Linked DNA regions of Mus musculus: regions 2 and 3 are each linked to region 1. Evidence: chromatin contacts called from public Hi-C and targeted proximity ligation data. All regions are on one chromosome and are shown on one strand. The core of a region is the stretch at or near the end of the contact, and the rest is flanking DNA. Distances in the headings are between cores, read along the strand shown. Region 1 has its middle 3.9 kb from the start of Gm34012. Region 2 overlaps C330002G04Rik (a long non-coding RNA gene). Region 3 holds the start of Klf9 (Kruppel-like factor 9).

What was found. Hi-C and Micro-C count contacts between places; a contact is called where the count stands out from the background.
Region 2: a contact with region 1 is called in a Hi-C map of liver, with 4 times the contacts expected there. A contact is called at or near these places in 1 of 484 Hi-C or Micro-C datasets (liver) and 1 of 9 other capture datasets (embryonic stem cells).
Region 3: a targeted proximity ligation map of extraembryonic endoderm stem cells shows a contact between it and region 1. A contact is called at or near these places in 7 of 39 promoter capture datasets (3T3-L1-derived adipocytes, the HPC-7 cell line, cranial neural crest and 3 more), 2 of 484 Hi-C or Micro-C datasets (both in liver) and 1 of 130 datasets of targeted methods (extraembryonic endoderm stem cells).

What each region holds. Positions count from the first base shown.
Region 1 is chr19:23,491,353-23,494,315 of GRCm38.p6, forward strand. No RefSeq gene overlaps it. Among named protein-coding and RNA genes, the nearest start is that of Gm34012, 3.9 kb to the right of the region's middle.
Region 2 is chr19:23,026,883-23,029,845 of GRCm38.p6, forward strand. All of the region lies in intron 5 of C330002G04Rik (a long non-coding RNA gene), which reads right to left. Among named protein-coding and RNA genes, the nearest start is that of C330002G04Rik, 48 kb to the right of the region's middle.
Region 3 is chr19:23,139,725-23,142,687 of GRCm38.p6, forward strand. It overlaps Klf9 (Kruppel-like factor 9), which reads left to right and starts at 1,502. Exons shown (of 2, transcript NM_010638.5): 1 at 1,502-2,535. The coding sequence starts at 2,031.

The DNA.
Region 1 (2,963 bases), core at 204-2,703:
TCTTCTGACAAATGGAGATTCTCCAGATACTTAAAAGTTATACTCATATAAGAATCTAACAAGGCCTAGGAAATAGGGGGGCATTCTGCTTAGAGCAGAACCCCCTGGTGCTAGCCTTCACAAGGCTCAAAGGAGTAGCATTAGGGTGTGAAATCCTTACCTGTCATTAAGCTGACCCTATGCAGGACGGCTTTATCTTTACTGTAAACATTTACCTGGTTCCTGTAAGTCCCTTTGTAGTCACTCCTTTGTTTTGTGTCAGGCAACTTCAATGTACTTTGCCTGCTGTGACTTCCTACCCCTTTTATTTTCTGTACTATATAAGACTGGTGTTCACTTTGTGACAAGACATTCAGGTTCTACACAATCTCTCCTGTTGGTCTGTCTGTCACCCACCGACTCCTTGCCCATCTGCACCCAGAGACCAGTTCCATGCAGACAAAGGGACCCAGAGGGTCTGCAGCAAGATTCCAAGTGTTTGTGTAGCTCTTGTGATTTCTCTCACTTTTGTGATTTCTAGTTTTATTTTACTGTGATCTGATAAGAGTTAAGTTATTTCAATTGTTTCATATTTTTAAGACTTGATTTGGGACCTAGACTATGATCCGTCTTAGAGAGGGGCCCATGGGCTTCTGGGAAGGATATGCTCAGCACCTTTTTCTAAACATGGGGCAGCAAGACTGCTGTTAGATGAAAAGGAGACAATGGAGGTGGGTCTTGGGGCTGCCTTGGCTCTAGCTGTGGAGTTCATTAGTGGAAAGTACTGTAAGGTGCAGTAGTTGGAGGAAAATGGCCCCCAGAGACTCAGACAATGGCATTAATAGAAGGTGTGGCCTTGTTGAAGTAGGTGTGGCATTCTTGGAGGAAGTATGTCATTGGGGGTAGGCTTTGAGGCCTCAGATACTCAAGGCAGGTCCAGTGTGGCAGTCTCTTCCTGCTGCCTGCTGATCCAGAGGTAGAATGCTCAGCTACCTCTCCAGCACCATGTCTGCTTGCACTCCACCATGCTTCCTGCCATGACAGCAATGGACTAAATCTCTGAGCTGTAAGCCAGCCCCAGTTAAATGTTTTTCTTTATAAGAGTTATGGTATCTCTTCACAGCAAAGAAAAACCTAACAGGAAGGGATTCACAAGAAGAGTACAGAATCATTGAGCTAAAGAGACAGAGTTGAAGAATGACTGTGGTGACAAAGATAGCTGGACAGAGACAGAACTCCAGATACCTACTCGACATTCGTCTTGAGTCATGGAGAATCTTAAGCCTGGGGTTTATAAGGAAGATGGGTGTTGAGCTCATCTTCTCCCCACTGGATTTCTGCAGACCCCATCTTTCACAATAAATAGGTGTGATCTGTTTGTTTTCCATTTTGGGAGTTTTTCAGATCAGCAGGGCCTCTGGACAGCTGCCCACTCTAGCTTGTTCATTGTGAAATTAGTCAGGAACCTCACATGGTCAAAGTAAACAATGACAAGAATAGACTGGGGAAGCAATGAGCCTCCTCCTTAAGACCTGTGGGACTGGGAGTGACTAAGTGACCAAGATTAGATGTGTAAGAACACAAATCTCTACTTATCAGCATGCAACCAGCCATCCCTTATGCAATCCTCCCCTAAATCAACTTGCCCACAAAACAGCCCCATGCTCCACCACCAGCCAGCCAGCCCAGCACCTTCCTTTTTAACTAATTGCTTTCCATTGAACAGCAAGCAGACTAAGGTCTTGTACTGGGCAACAAAGTGAATGTTGTCCAGTATATTACTCAAATCACACGTTTGCTTGAATTAGGTCAAGCAAAGAATGGATGAGGGGAAAACTGGGCAATTTCTATAGCTTACACTGTCTGGAGACATTGATGTAACCATCAGTCAAAATAGAGTACTTAGGTAATCTGTTAAAACCTCAGAAATATCACAGCTTAATGGAAAGACAAACCAGCTATAAGAAAGCTTACTTCAAATCTCTCCAAATGGATCTTTAAGCCTTAGAAGGAAGAAGGACTCAAGATGAACTAGAGTCTTATATTAAAGAAGAAGAAGAAGGAGAAGGAGAAGGAGAAGGAGAAGGAGAAGGAGAAGGAGAAGGAGAAGGAGAAGGAGAAGAAGAAGAAGAAGAAGAAGAAGAAGAAGAAGAAGAAGAAGAAGAAGAAGAAGAAGAAGAAGAAGAAGAAGAAGCAAAGCCAGTTGTTATAGAGTACTTCTGTAACCCTAGCACTCTGCTGAGGCAGGAGGATTGTTACATTTGAGTCCAGTTTGAGATATACTGTGAGATCCTATTCCAAGAAAAGAAAAGGACAGAAAGGAAAAGAGGAAAAGAAGGAAAGTAAAAAGGAGGAAGAATAGGCTGGCAAGCAAGGTGAGGATGCCTGCTGCCAGTCTGACAACCTGAGTTTGATTACTGAAACCTACCACATGATGGAAAGAGAGAAGCTGCTCATTGTATTCTGACTTCCATACTTGTATTGTGGCACACCAGCATTTACACACACACACACACACACACACACACACACACACACACGAAAGAAAGTAATAGGTAGGGAAAACAGCAGCAAAATGTAATTTTGCTCACTAGTAAAGAAGAAAGGTAAACACCAGGCCCAGCCAATGGGTAACCTGCCTGTAAGATTCATAGGTATAATAGTTAGACAAAGCTTGCGGGAGTAACCAACCAATCTCTGATTAGATTTGTAATGGCTAAAAGAAATTCCATTCTGTGCTCAGCATCCATCTTGGTACCTAATAGCTGTTTATCTCTGACTTAAGCTCCTAGAAGATAAATTCTCTACAAGCCTTTACTTCTACCCAGAAGTGTGGATCTACTTGTTATGTGTGCATTGTTGTGATATGACTAACTGCTGTTTTTCTTTGTTTCTGTGGCTTGCTTGTGGAGACATTCAAGGACAGTTTTAAAGTCATCCTGACCATCTAATCTAGGCAGAACAGAACAGCCCTTGTGGTTTCT
Region 2 (2,963 bases), core at 284-2,783, 460 kb before region 1:
CTGCTAGTGACACGTTCATTATCATCAGCTCCGATGTCTTACAGTCCACAGGAGTAGCTAAGAGCAATGCCAGCACATACTTACAAAGTATTAGTCCCACATTTTCTCTTGGTGTGCATCAGCCTATGGAATGACTCAGTGAGTAAGAACAATAAGGATTTGAGTTTGAGTTCCCAACACCCTCAAGAAGCTGAATGAGGAGGCTGCATGCACCTGTAACCCCAGCACTGGTTGGTGCCAGGGCAGAGACAGAAGAGCTCTGGGATTTGTTGGCTATCAGCTTAGTTCAGTTCAGTGAGTTTCTGCCTTGAGGAAATAAGGCTGAGAACAATGGAATAAGAACCCCAAAGTCCTCCTCCAGTTTCAGCAAATGCCTACCATACACACATACACACATGCCCCATACACATACCACACACAACTCACAACACAACATACTTACACATACCACACACCACTACACACACACCATACAGATACCACATGAATACATACCACACCACACACTCACACTATATACACTCACACTAGACATACACACACCATACACACATATCATACACACCACACACATGCTACACACACACACACACACACACACACACACACTATACACACACCTCACAATGGAAGGATAAAGAAGAGAACCAACAAACTTTCGAAGTTAAGAGTATAGCTTAGCCAGGCAGTGGTGGCGCACGCCTTTAATCCCAGCACTCGGGAGGCAGAGGCAGGTGGATTTCTGAGTTCGAGGCCAGCCTGGTCTTCAGAGTGACTTCCAGGACAGCCAGGGCTACACAGAGAAACCCTGTCTTAAAAAAAAAAAAAAAAAGAGTATAGCTTAGTGAGAAAACACTTAAAACTCAGGGCCAAACACTGACAGTTAAAGTGCATATTAACTGTATCAAACAGAAATGAGAAGCAGAAAGTAGTAGTGGTGGAGACAGAGGAGGAGGAGAAGGAGGGAAGAAGTATGTACTAAGCTCCAACAGACCAAGCTAAAAAAAAAAAATCAAAATGGAGTCACTCCTATTAAACCAAGCTAAAACTAAGATGCCTATCTGAATTTCTGAAAATCAGGATTAAAGAGGCAGAGTACAGGGGGCTGGAGAGATGGCTCAGCAGTTAAGAGCACTGACTGCTCTGCCAGAGGTCCTGAGTTCAATTCCCAGCAACCACATGGTGGCTCACAACCATCTGTAATGGGATCTGATGCCCTCTTCTGGTGTATCTGAAGACAGCTACAGTGCACTCATATAAATAATAAATAAATAGGTGGAGTCCAAATGTCCCAAACAGGACAGTGTCTGTCTGCACTATAATAAAATCCTCCAGGTTTCATCCTCACACAAAAGAAGTGACCTGAAATAGCCTGGTGTCGACCAAGCATTGCTTTCTTGCTGCCGTTTCCCTGTCCCTGCCTTAGAAGGAAAGTAACTTTGGAATGACCCATCCACTTCAGGTTCTGTTTCTGTTATTGTCACTTCTCTTCTATCTGCAAAACCAACCTCTTCTGCTCTGGCTGTTGCAACACTCGTTCAGTTTTATGGAATGAAGTGTTGCCCAATTTCCGAATCAAAACTTCAGATCTTCAAGTTGTAATCTTATCCTTTGACAGCAGTTTTCGTGCCATAGACTTCCCACGCTCACAAGCAACAAAAATGCCTTTCTCCCAACTCAGGGCCTGGGAAGTCCAAGTTTAGGGAGCTGGCAGAATCAGGAGGGGAGGGGGAGGGCCAGCTTGCTGGCCAACAGATAGCCATCTTTTGCTGTGTTCTCACATTGAGAGAGAGAGAGAGAGAGAGAGAGAGAGGGGGGGAAAGAGAGAGAGAGAAAGGGAAGGAAGGAGAAAGAGAGAGGGAGAGAAGGAAGGAAGGAAGGAAGGAAGGAAGGAAGGAAGGAAGGAAGGAAGGAAGGAAGGAAGGAAGGAGAAGGGAAGGAAAGAAAGACAGAAAGGAAGGGAGGGAGAGAGGAAGGAAGGAAAGAAGGAATGAAGGGAGGGAGGGAGGGAGGGAGGGAGGAAGGAAGGAAGGAAGGAAGGAAGGAAGGAAGGAAGGAAGGAAGGAAGGAAGGAAATGAACTCCCTTGCCTCACATGGGTTTTAACTCATGATTTAAGGTGCCAGAAGTTTGTAATCACATAACACTCTCACTGAGTCAGTAGATCCAGGTCCTTTGGGTCACGAATTTACAGAACGAAACTCACAGACCACAGAAGGGCAAGTTTTAGCAAGAAGTCATATTACAGGATTGTAGGTGGGAGTTAAGAGAACGCAGGAAGGCAGAGTTCCTACATAGCACAGGTGGGTCCAAAACCAAAGCCAAGACAACAAAAGCAGGGTCCCACTAGGCTTTCCATGGGCCTTATGGCAGACACTGGGGGTGAGGCATGGGGAGATGAGCTGTCCAAGCTAGCCGGTCCATCCACAGGCGTCCAGCAGCGTCTCAGTTCCATACACATCCTCACGTATAATTTCCAGGCAGGCATGTTCATTTAGAACAAGAAAGATAAGAAGAAACTGGAAGATGAACCAGAGCCTCCATCTGGCATTCCTTGCAAGAAAACCAAGGGCATTTCCTTCTAGCTTCTGGCCAAGGATAAGACACGGAACTGCGGCTTTCAAGCCCTCTGCTCTGAATAGACTGGCCTCTCTCTAGGTCCCTTTCTCATCATAAGGGACCTAATCCTAACTGCAAGGACTGTCCCCTACTGACATCATCATTTCCTGAAGGCCAACACCTTAGGATTAGGATTTCAATATACGAACTCAGAAGGGGGCCAGCATGTTAGCATTTTGTCTAAGCTCCACAGTTACCTGGCAACAGCCAGGTATGCCTGACTCACTATAAAAGGGGCTGCTTGCCCCCCCCCCCCCCGGCTCTCTCTTGCTCTTGCCTTCTTGTTTCCTCTCTGTCCTCTTCCCCCTTTTCCCCTCTCTCCCCTGTCCCTGCCCCCTCTCCCTC
Region 3 (2,963 bases), core at 252-2,751, 350 kb before region 1:
CCAGGCTGGCCTCGAACTCAGAAATCCGCCTGCCTCTGCCTCCCGAGTGCTGGGATCAAAGGCGTGCACCACCACCGCCAGGCAATGGAGGGATTGTAAACCCGCAGTGTTGACTGTATGCCCTGCTGTAGATCCTTAGCTATCATGATGGAAAACAACCCAGCACTCATCTCAGGAAGAAGCACACTGAGTTCATCAGACTCCCAACCCCACACTAATTGTTGACCAAGTAAAGCCACAAGATTCAGTTGTTAAGGCTCTCTGGATGATTCCAGTTCTCAGGACTATTTAACACAGTTAATATTTCACAGGGGTGGCTCCTCTAAAGCAGAGTCAGGAATCGGGAACCCTGTGCTTTTTTTTTTTTTTTTTTTTTTTTTTTTTGAGTTCTGCGGTCGTCTACCTGATAAGGTAGACCAGTCTTGTTCTCTACAATTGTGAAGCAAGAGGAAGGAAAGGCTTGCCCAGCAGGAACAGGGAGGAGTCCCTACAAAGAAAAGGATTTTTTCAAGTTATGCAAATGCAATGTCTTATTGGTCTCAGTTTATGGGTTAAGATAGCTTCAAGACAGAGCGAATTTAGAGTCAAAGGCGCCCAAGGAAGTAGGAGGTTTAGCAAAATGCCAAGATGGCGGTGCTTTTGTGTAAGAACCATTTAATACGGAACCGGATCTTTTGTTAGCTGTGAAAAATTTTAGATGAATTTCTCTTGGTTAATGTGTGGGGTGAAAGAACTTTTAAACATCTAAGTGCTGCATTCCAAACAAGAACGAATTGATGCTGTCTCATCCGAGTCTGTCCTTGGACAACGTGGCCTGCCATATCGAGGGTTTAAAATTTGACTCACACTTAGTTTATTAAGCACCCCGTCCTTCCATCTATATTTTAGAGTTAGCACCAGCAACACAAATATGAAAAGATCTGTCCGATTCACTTCTGCTCCGCAGGTTTACAAGTGTCGGGCGCTTCCTTTTGGAACGCCCTTCTGATTGGCTGAGCCAATGCCAGTGACATCAACCAACTTACTTTTGATTGGAAGCCTGGTTGCTGGGACTGTAGCGTTTGCAGGAAGTCACTTAACTGTTTGAGGGCTGGGAACCCGAAGTTGAAGTTCTGTTTCGTCCCTAGGGATGGGCGTAACTGCCTAGGGGAGAAGCGTTCCCAAGCCACGCCAGCTGGCACGTGGGCCGGGAGGCGTAGGCGCGCGCGCGGTCTGGGCGGCATCTGCGGGGATGCGCAGCCGCTGGTTGCCGGGCTCCGAGCAGTTTCCCTTTTAAATGTCAGCGTTCGGGGCTGGAGGGGCAGCACGCGGCGGCGGAACGGAACGGTCGGATTGGCCGCGCGCCGTAGTTCTAGACGCACCTCTCCACCGAAGGGCCCTTCTGACTGGCAGGGGGAGAAAGTAAACAGAGTTGAATCACCCTCCCCACTGGCCAATTGGAGGGGGCCTGGATTGTGACGTGATGGGATTCTGCGAAATTGTTACTGAGCTGGAGAATGCCGGAGAGGCGCGGCGCGGCAGGACCAGGGGCTCAGCGGCCGTCGGCGGACGCGGGAAGAAGTGTCTCGTAGGCGCGGAGCCCCACTCAGCCCCGGCCCCCCTCGTCCGCGTACTCGGCTGATGCCCCGGGGCGTCAGCTCGGCGGAGAGGCGGTCGAGGACGTGCGCCTGGCTCGCAGTTGGCTTTCTCTGGGACTCCGACACGTTTGCAGTCGAATAAACTTGCGACCGCCACGTGTGGCATCTCTCCGAGGAGGGCGCGCCCATCGTGGGATCGCGCGGGGCGCCGGGCAGGGCGGCGGCGACAGCGGCGGAGCCGGCCGCGGCTGCTGCGTGCGGAGGCGCTGCCGGTTACGTAAAGATGAGGGGCTGAGGTCGCCTCGGCGCTCCCGCGAGTCGCAAGCTCCCGCGCCCCCGCCCCCTCGGCCGCGCCGCACCGCGCTCGTCGTCCGAGGCCAGGGCAGGGCTAGCCGAAGCTCCGCAGCCACCTTCAAGTTTGGCCGCACCGCCCGGGCTGCCGTCGCCCGCACCATGTCCGCGGCCGCCTACATGGACTTCGTGGCTGCCCAGTGTCTGGTTTCCATCTCCAACCGCGCCGCCGTGCCGGAGCACGGGGGCGCTCCGGAAGCCGAGCGGCTGCGACTACCTGAGCGCGAGGTGACCAAGGAACACGGTGACCCGGGGGACACCTGGAAGGATTATTGCACGCTGGTCACTATCGCCAAGAGCTTGTTGGACCTCAACAAATACCGACCCATCCAGACCCCCTCGGTGTGCAGCGACAGTCTGGAGAGTCCCGATGAGGATATAGGATCCGACAGCGACGTGACCACCGAATCTGGGTCGAGTCCTTCCCACAGCCCGGAGGAGAGACAGGATTCTGGCAGCGCGCCCAGCCCACTCTCCCTCCTCCACTCTGGAGTGGCTTCGAAGGGGAAACACGCCTCCGAAAAGAGGCACAAGTGCCCCTACAGTGGCTGTGGGAAAGTCTATGGAAAATCCTCCCATCTTAAAGCCCATTACAGAGTGCATACAGGTTAGCGGCGTCGCCTCTCCCCCGCTTCGGGCTTTAGCTAACCTTTGGCCGGCCAGCATTCCTGGGCGCCCAGGACACCGCACTCGGCCTAGAGGCTGCAAACATTTTGGAGAAGATGCTGCTTAACTCCTGCACTCTCTCCTTACTTGGCTCCAACCTTTAGGAGCCACCCGAACCCACCCCCACCCCCCCAACCGCCGCTCTGAGCAAGTGGCTTGCGTGGCTCGGCCTGGAGCCGGCCCGCCCCTCCCTTACCCGCCCCGCCCCCGGGACTCCGTACCCCGCCGCTGCGGGGTCGCCCCACCTGGGGAGACGCTGGGGGGTAGGGTAGTCAAATGGCGCAGCTTTTATCCCATTCCCTGGTGGGGTTGCAACGGAGGGGTCGGCCTGGGAGGGGAGCCGCACTCTGCGTGAATCGTTTTAGGATG